Linked DNA regions of Sus scrofa: region 1 is linked to region 2. A link is a contact called in public Hi-C data. All regions are on one chromosome and are shown on one strand. Each heading gives the region's core, a stretch centred on a gene start, on an enhancer-like site or on the middle of the called end of the contact. The rest is flanking DNA. Distances are from core to core; before and after follow the strand shown. Region 1 overlaps TNS3 (tensin-3). Region 2 holds the start of TNS3 (tensin-3).

Evidence for each region. A called contact is a pair of places that touch in the nucleus more often than the background predicts.
Region 1: a contact with region 2 is called in a Hi-C map of liver, with 4 times the contacts expected there. The contact joins the enhancer-like site here to the promoter of TNS3 in region 2. A contact is called at or near these places in 8 of 47 Hi-C or Micro-C datasets (alveolar macrophages, embryonic fibroblasts, epiblast stem cells and 3 more).

Annotation. Positions count from the first base shown.
Region 1 is chr18:49,042,952-49,046,812 of Sscrofa11.1, reverse strand. The region is part of intron 4 of TNS3 (tensin-3); the gene reads right to left. Among named protein-coding and RNA genes, the nearest start is that of TNS3, 84 kb to the right of the region's middle. Within about 2 kb of position 2,287, at least 16 of the 83 cell types and tissues checked have an H3K27ac peak or open chromatin away from gene starts, as enhancers often do. A contact at or near this core is called in liver, where this site is marked.
Region 2 is chr18:48,958,991-48,962,977 of Sscrofa11.1, reverse strand. TNS3 (tensin-3) reads right to left here and starts at 2,040. Exons shown (of 31, transcript XM_021079356.1): 1 at 1,911-2,040.

The sequences.
Region 1 (3,861 bases), core at 1,038-3,537, 84 kb before region 2:
TCTCCTCCCAGGGGCTCCTGGGGTGACCCGTCCCTGTGCAGACAGGCTACGTGGAGCGCAGTTATTAGAGGACTTAGTTTCGAGGTCACACTCTGGGAATGTAGCATCGTGTATGTTTTCATTTCTGGGTCTCGCCCGGCTTTAACCAAAACCATGGACGTCAGGTTTGGTTCTCTTGACCAAGGGCAAGACTTGGACTTGGATCCAACAGGATTCCTGAGACTTTTCTCTATTTCCTGACGATCCGAGCGATTAAAGAGCAATGAAATGTGCAAGTCTCTGTTGGCCTGAAACCACTTAACCTCTGGTTCTTCTGGTCCAATATGTTTGTATGAGATACACAGGCTCTGACAGGCCAACTGTGGCTCCCGACAGTGTGCTGCACACACACGTGGACAGGTGTTTGTGACTTTTAGAAAACGACGTGTCCAGCTCAGCCACAACCCTGCTGTGCGAGGCAGACCCCCGTCTGTGCCTCTCAAGTTCACGACAGTGGTGGCAACAACCTGCAAGCAAGGAATAACCCGGAGCCGACTGAATACCGACACTTACTGACGAGGACAAGCCAGGTATACAGACAGCCTGCTGTGGACGGGAGCCGGCGGGAGAGAACCCTGTTCCACAGGCTCTAGTCACACTTCTTTACAGATCAGCATCCATCTGACAGATGGCAACGTGTCGCTGCTACCTAATTGTGCCATAAAATAAAGGAAGTATCACCCAAGTAGCTTCCTTTTCATCATCTCACACTTCCAGTCATCCAGTTTGGTGGGCCTTCTTTCTGAAATAAATCACAACTTTTTCCTATCGTTTTCTCTTCCGGTTTCATTGAGCCGTAATTGACCAACAGCGCCGTGTACGTCAAGGGGGACCACGTAGTGATCTGACTTACACATGTTGGGTACGGATGACCACGGTAAGTTTAGTGAACATTCATCATCTCACATAGGTACAAAATTAAAGAGATGGGAAAAAAATGTTTTCCTTGTGATGAGAACTTTTAGGATTTACTCTCTTAACTATTTTTTCCTTCTTAGGGCTACACCTGTCACATATGGAAGTTTCCAGGGTAGGGGCCAGTTGGGGCTGCAGTGGCAGGCCTACGCCACAGCCACAGCCATGAAGGATCTGCACTGCATCTGCATCCCAAGTTGCAGCTTGCGGCAAAACCAAATCCTTACCACACTGAACCAGATCTTAACACACTGAGCGAGGCCAGGGATCGAACCCCCACCCTCACGGACACTGTGCTGGGTTCTTAACCTGCTGAGCCACAACGGGAACTCCACTCTGTTAACTTTCACATGTAACATATAGCAGTCTTAATTATAGGTGTCAGGTGGTACCTTATATGCCTGGTACCTATTTATCTTGTAACTGGAAACTTGTAGCTTTTAACTGCCTTCCTCCTACCCCCACTTCTGGTAACCACAAATTTAGTATCATGTGTTTGCCTATGTTTTTATTTTTTTATGAACTTCTTAAAAAAACTGCAGTTGATTTACAATGTTGTGCTAATTTCTGCTGTACAGCAAAGTGACATATATATATATATATATATATATATCTCCTTTTTATATGATCTTCCATCATGGTCTATTCCAAGAGAATGGATGTAGTTCCCTGTGCTGTGCACTAGAACCTCATTGCTGAAAAAAGTCAAAACTTCTGAGAGAACCCATCATGGGCCACTGGTGGGAAATGTGACCGTGACAGCACAGGCTCATGAACACGTAGCAGTCACGCTGGCCTCCTGTGACCCTCATGGCTTCTGATCACTTCCTCTGACTTTGTGAATTTAAGCGAACAACACACACACACACACACACACAAATACAAAGGTGTAGCTGTCAGATCCCAGGGTGGAAACCAGCCTCCACCTGTGTAATCTGACTCCTAATGTCACCTGCGACAGAAACCACCCATTGTCTTCCCTGTCATTAAACAAAGGAAATAAAGCCAGCTAAATTCAGTAAACAGCCGACTCAAATTTCAGAAGCTATTCTTATTCAACCTCTCCTCCAGTAGAAAAACCACAATGGTCGGGCAAAAACAATGGGCGAGTGGTGCCAGCCGCCAGGTGAGGGCCTGCACCTGCGTCCCGAGTCAGGCACTGCCTGGACTGCCCCCCACACGTGGCCCCCGGAAAGTGGCAGCTGGGGCCCCTTTCAAGGACGGCGGCGGCTCTGAAGTGGAGGAACTTCTCAGACGCAAATCGGCCTCTCCCGACCGAGGGTGCGGCCGTGGGGGCGGTTCTTGCACGTGGACACGCCGTGTCCCCACAAACCCTCCACCAGCCCCGGGAAAGCGTTTCCGCTGGGGCACGGCTACGAATTGTCTCCTGCGGCCGACGGCATTGGAAAGGCAAAGATAAGATGGAAAAACAAACAACACTGGCTGCCTCGGACATCAATAAAAAGTTGTCAGGCCACGTTCAGAGCCCCGAGTCGTGAAGAGATCCTGCAATCAAGCCACCAGCCACCAGCTGGAGGAAATCTCACACACACACACACACACACACACACACACACACACACACACACACACACACACACCCCCGCATCCCGACCACAGGCTCTTTGCCATCGGCTCTCCACCGCCTCTATGTCGACAAACGAGGGGCTGCCAGATTCAAGGTCCCAGACGTGGCGGTCAAGGTCCCTGCACCCCACCCCGCCCCCACCACAGCAGAGAGCATGCTGCGGAACCCATCAAATTGGTTCTCTCCCCACCAGATGGCAAGAGGAGGGGCAAACCCAAAATGCAAACAGCAAAGGCTGCGCTGCCCCCTTGAACTCACCCAACAACACATGAGGCTTTTTCCCACTCGCTGTGTACTTTCCATGCGCCAGAGCCAAGGCTCAGAATCTCCCTATGTTATTTCATCCCAACCTGAGCACCCCTCGAGGACGTGGGGGGCGTCCCCACTTTACAGAAGATGGCTGTGGACCCCAGAAGTGGGAGGTCTCAGTTCACGGTTATAGCCTAGGTGGGACCCCGAGCTGACTCAAGCCCCACTCACTGTTCTAGTCTTAGTCTGTGCCACATGCACATGAGCAAGCAGGTCCACCTATAGAAAGAACTAGAGGATGCGCGTGACCCAGTCCCAAAGAGCCTGACCCCTCTCCCACCACTAAAGATTACCGTAGTTATCTCAACAACCAGCGAGTCATCCACTCCACAAACCAGGAGATGACATGCCATGGACGTCTCGCAGGTGTAACCCAGAGCGACAATAAGGCATCTATTTCTAAATGCCGTGCCAACAGCCGCAGCCACATAATGCCAAGGGTTCTGAGAAGGCTGCACTTCAAAGCTTGTGTCCGACGTCCCTCTAAAAGAAGAATTCATCTGGACCTGGCCATGGGCGGGAGCATGTCCGTGCAGCTGTCGTGCAGGACCTGTCCCCGGCCACAGTCAACACCTGGCATAGCTTCCCACGTGGCACTTTCTCCACTGATTTGCTTTTTCCCTCCTTGCTGATAAGGCACAGGCCAATACTGCGGTTTCCCTCTCACGCCGGCTTCCAGGAAACTGGGAGCCTTGTTTGCAGGTTTCATCAGCTCAGTTGACATTTACAGAGGGAGGTCTGCCTCCCAGATCTTTCTCTCAGCCCCACCGCCTGTCATTTCTAGTCAGTGTATCACTCAAACCTGGTGCCCACCTTTTTTTTTTTTTTTTCTTTTCAGGGCTGTACCTGCAGCATATGAAGGTTCCCAGGCTCGGGGTAGAATGGGAGCTGCAGCTGCCAGCCTACATCACAGCCACAGCAACACCAGATCCGAGCTGCATCTGTGACCTATGCTGCAGTCTGTGGCAACACCAGACCCTTAACCCACTGATTGAGACCAGGGGTCAAAC
Region 2 (3,987 bases), core at 791-3,290:
CAATAGGTGCCAAAGCTACACTTTGTAAAGGCCAAGTCAATTTGCATCCCGGAGCAGGCAGTGCTGCCCTGAGGCTACTTTTTCTGTCTTCTTGCTGGTTTGCAAAGGAATAACTCTTCTGCCGCAGCAGCCGCTGCTAACTTTGGCACCTCGGCTGAGGAATGTGCCGTCAGGACGTGCAACCACTTGACAGTCAGACAAGCAGCAGCAAATTCAGGGCCCTGGAACCTCACTGTCCTGGCCAAATCCTGGGCTGCACCACCACCGCGTTTCCTCACCTTGGGCAAGGTACTTAGCCTTGCTCTGCCGCTCAGTTTGCACATCTGTAAAACGGAGCAATAATCCCAGCTCCCTCCAAAGGTTGTTATTCGGGTGAAAGCATGCAAAGCATTTAGCACAAGCAAATACTCAAGAAAACACTTGCTACAACCATGCTATTACTCTGTCTCCAGGGTCACTATGACTTTGTAATATGACCAAGTAAGACTACTATTACTTTGTCTTTGAGGTCAGGAGTCTGGCCTCCTGCCAGTTCCCACAGTCAGCTCCCTGGGCAGAGGTCCCCTGGTTCTCCACCGGCTGGCCTTGTCCCCTCCACCCTCCAGCTGCAGCGACTCCTGGACCCCTCCAGGCCTCTGCACAGAAATGCCTTTCTTAATACGTGTTGAGTGATTTGCAAATACAACCTCCTAGGCTCTCAAGAGGGAAGAATCGTGAAGACACACAAATCTCTTTCGAAAGGCAAAGTACGAACGAAAGCACTTCAAAAAGAATCAAATGCACAGACCGAATATATCAAAACGCCAGCATGGATGGTCCTGGGGACTCTGCACGCAGCTGCGATGAGACTTTTCACCTCCGCACCCTCAGTCTATTTATTTCAGTCCTGCACTCACATCACAAAAAGGGAAAAAGGAGGGAGAGCTCTGCCGGAAGATCAAAGTGTGGGAAGGACAGGGACACCCTCGGGGTCTCGGGGGCTTCTAAGTGGGCAGTGACCTCCCTCAACAGAGGTCTCTGCGGGCCCCACACTCTTTGGGCTTTTCTGTTTCAACCTCCTTGGAGAACACGGGTCACCCGGCTGCGCCGTCTCAAGAATTCCAGTGGCGATCTTCAGCCCCTTCCCGCCACACAGAGTTTTCAAATCACTTTAGCAGAGGACCCCCCGGCTCACCTATCAGACCCTGGCGGCGCCCACCGGGCCCCGGACCCTCCCTCTTCCTGCTTGTCAGCGACAGCGCGGGCGTGCCAGCAGGCACGTGCCACAGGTGGCCCCGGCCCCGGCCGCCCCCCGCCGGGTCCCCGCTCCTTCAGCAGTGAGGAAGGAAGCCGGCCCGGGGACCCCCGCCTCCCGCCCAACTCAGGCAAAGGAAAAGAGAGACGCACCGGAAAGCCCGCTTGCAAAGAGCGGGAGAAGGATCCCGAGCCTTCCCGTCTGCAGCTCTCAGCTCGGCTCTCCGCCCGGGACTCTCGAGACGCGTCCCAGGAGCGAAGTCCACCCGGGCGCCGCCGCCACGGTGCCGCTCCGGCTCGCGCCCGCCGACCAGGGCGCCCCGGACCCGCGGGCCCTTGAGCGCGTCGGCCCGGGCCCCAGCGGAGTCTCCGCGCCCCTGCGCCCCTGTCCCCGGGTCCTGGCCGAGCCCGCGCGCGCCAGCCGCGTCCCCGCGCCCCCGTCCCCTGCCCAGGTCCCGGACCCTGGCTGAGCCCGCCCACGCCCCAGCCGCGTCCACCCGCCTCCGTCCCTGCGCCGCGCTCCCGGCTTCCCGGACCCTGGCGGGGATCTCTTCCCCCGCTCGCCCCCAGCTCAGGTCCCCGCGCGCCCCGAGCCCCCTGCCCGCCGCGCCCAGGGCGCAGGCCCCGGCGCCGGGCCCGAAACAAAGAGGTTGGCGGCGCGTGCCCCCCTCCAGTACCTGGGCGAGCGGCGGCGCGGTCCCGCGGGGCGATGGCCGCAGCAGGCAGGGCGCCGAGCAGCGCGAGCAGCGAGCGGGCGGGCCCGTCCTCCTGGCTCGCGGCCGCGCCCGCCGCAGGGCCCCTCGAGGCGACGCGGGCAATCGCCGCCGCCGCGCCCGGGACGGCCGGTCCCCTGGCCTGGCCGCCCTAACAATGCGGCGTGTTCTAGGCGAGCCCGAGGCCCCGTGCACCTCTGGGACCTCCCCGCGTTGGCCAGGTGGGCCCCGGAATTATTAGACCCATGGAGCAGCCCAGGGTCAAAGAGTTCACGGGCTGGCGGATCCCAGCTAGGCAGGTGGAGTCCTGGCTCCTACACAACTGGTTCATTCATTCATTCATTCATTCGGAGCTATAATGCTTGTGCTCTAAGAAATCGAAACCTTGCTACCAGCCCGTAGCTTACAGTCCACGGGGGGTAGTGCAGATGTAAAGCAGCAGATAACCCTGGCAGAGGAAACCCAAGATGCTCTGGAAGTCCCTGGAAGGTCTGTCTTTAGAAGTCACATGGCTTCTTCAAACGAGCAGAGGAGAAATGAGCACGATGTAGGCAGACCAGGAGCGGACCTGAAAGAAGGTCCAGGCAGAGGGATGCTGGGAGCAGATAGATGCCAACATCCCTCAAAGACAAATGCCCCTCACTCTGTCGCTCAGCCTCAGGTCCTCCACGGGTGACATCTGAGGAGTGAAAAGCATGTGCTTGGAGGTCGCCTCCTCTAGAGTCAGAAGTACCTTCCCTCCTCTCAGTCACCGGGAGCTCCAGCCTCACTGTGAGCAAACATCAGTCGTGTTCCAGCGGACGGACATCCTGCAAAACACTGCCCAGGGCTCCTCAAAACTGTCCAGGTCGGCAAAAGCTCAGGAACTCTGAGGAACTCACAGCGCTGGAGCCTGGGGAGACGATGAAGAGATGCCAGCGATCTGGATGGGGTCCCGTGGCAGAGAAAGGACAGCAGGGGCAAAGACGTGGATTCTGAATAAGCCGCTGACCTGAGTTAAAAGGATGTCCTGGAGTTCCCATCACGGTGCACCTGAAAAGAACCTGAGTAGGAACCATGAGGTTGCAGGTTCGATCCCTGGCCTCGCTCAGTGGGTTAAGGATCCCGCGTTGCCATGAGCTGTGGTTAGGTTTCAGATGCGGCTTGCATCTGGCATTGCTGCAGCTGCAGCTGTGGCCAGCAACTGTAGCTCTGATTAGACCCCTAGCCTGGGAAACTCCATATGCTGAGGGTGCAGCCCAAAAAAGCAAAAAAAAAAAAGATGCCCCAATAGTGACTCTTTAGTTGTGACCATGGAGCATTGCATGGTAAAACGTTAAATGCTGTCGGCTATATACAAAATCCATTCAGCATCACTGCAGCTGTGGCATAGGTAGCAATTGCAGTTCATATCTGATCCTTGGCCCAGGAACTCCATATGCCGAGAGGTGGCCAGAAAAGGAAACAAAGAAAAAAGAACCTGTAGCTATAGCTCTGGAAAATCTATTCAATACTCTGTGATAGCTTATATGGGGAAAGAATCTGACAAAGAATGGACATACGTATATGTATGGCCAACTCACTTTTCTCTACACCTGAAACTTAACACAAATTGCAAGTCACCCATACGCCAATAAAATCTATTTTTTTAAAAAAAAAGATGTTAAGCGCTGGAAAACGGAATCATACGGGAACAGGAACTCTGTGTGGCCCTTGCAACTGTTCTGTAATCTAAAGCAACTCTCAAATTAACGTTTATTTTTTTTAAATACCGTGGAAGAAAATGGCTTCTTTTCAGAAGGCAGCACAGCTGTCCAAGTGCAAAGATGTGACCATGGATGGCCTTTTTGTGCCCTGGAGCAACCCAAGTCCCCCACATTTTCTGTGAACTTTTGCTGCACAAAAATGTGCTTACCTTGCTCAGGGGAGTTTGTCCAAACTGGAATCCATGGATGTGCCTAGTTAGTTCCTGCAGTTTCCCTTTCTCCCTCATATTTCACTGCTTCTCAAGAGGTCGTTCGAAGTGAAATTCTAGGTTTATTCAAAGAGAAATGAAATTTCC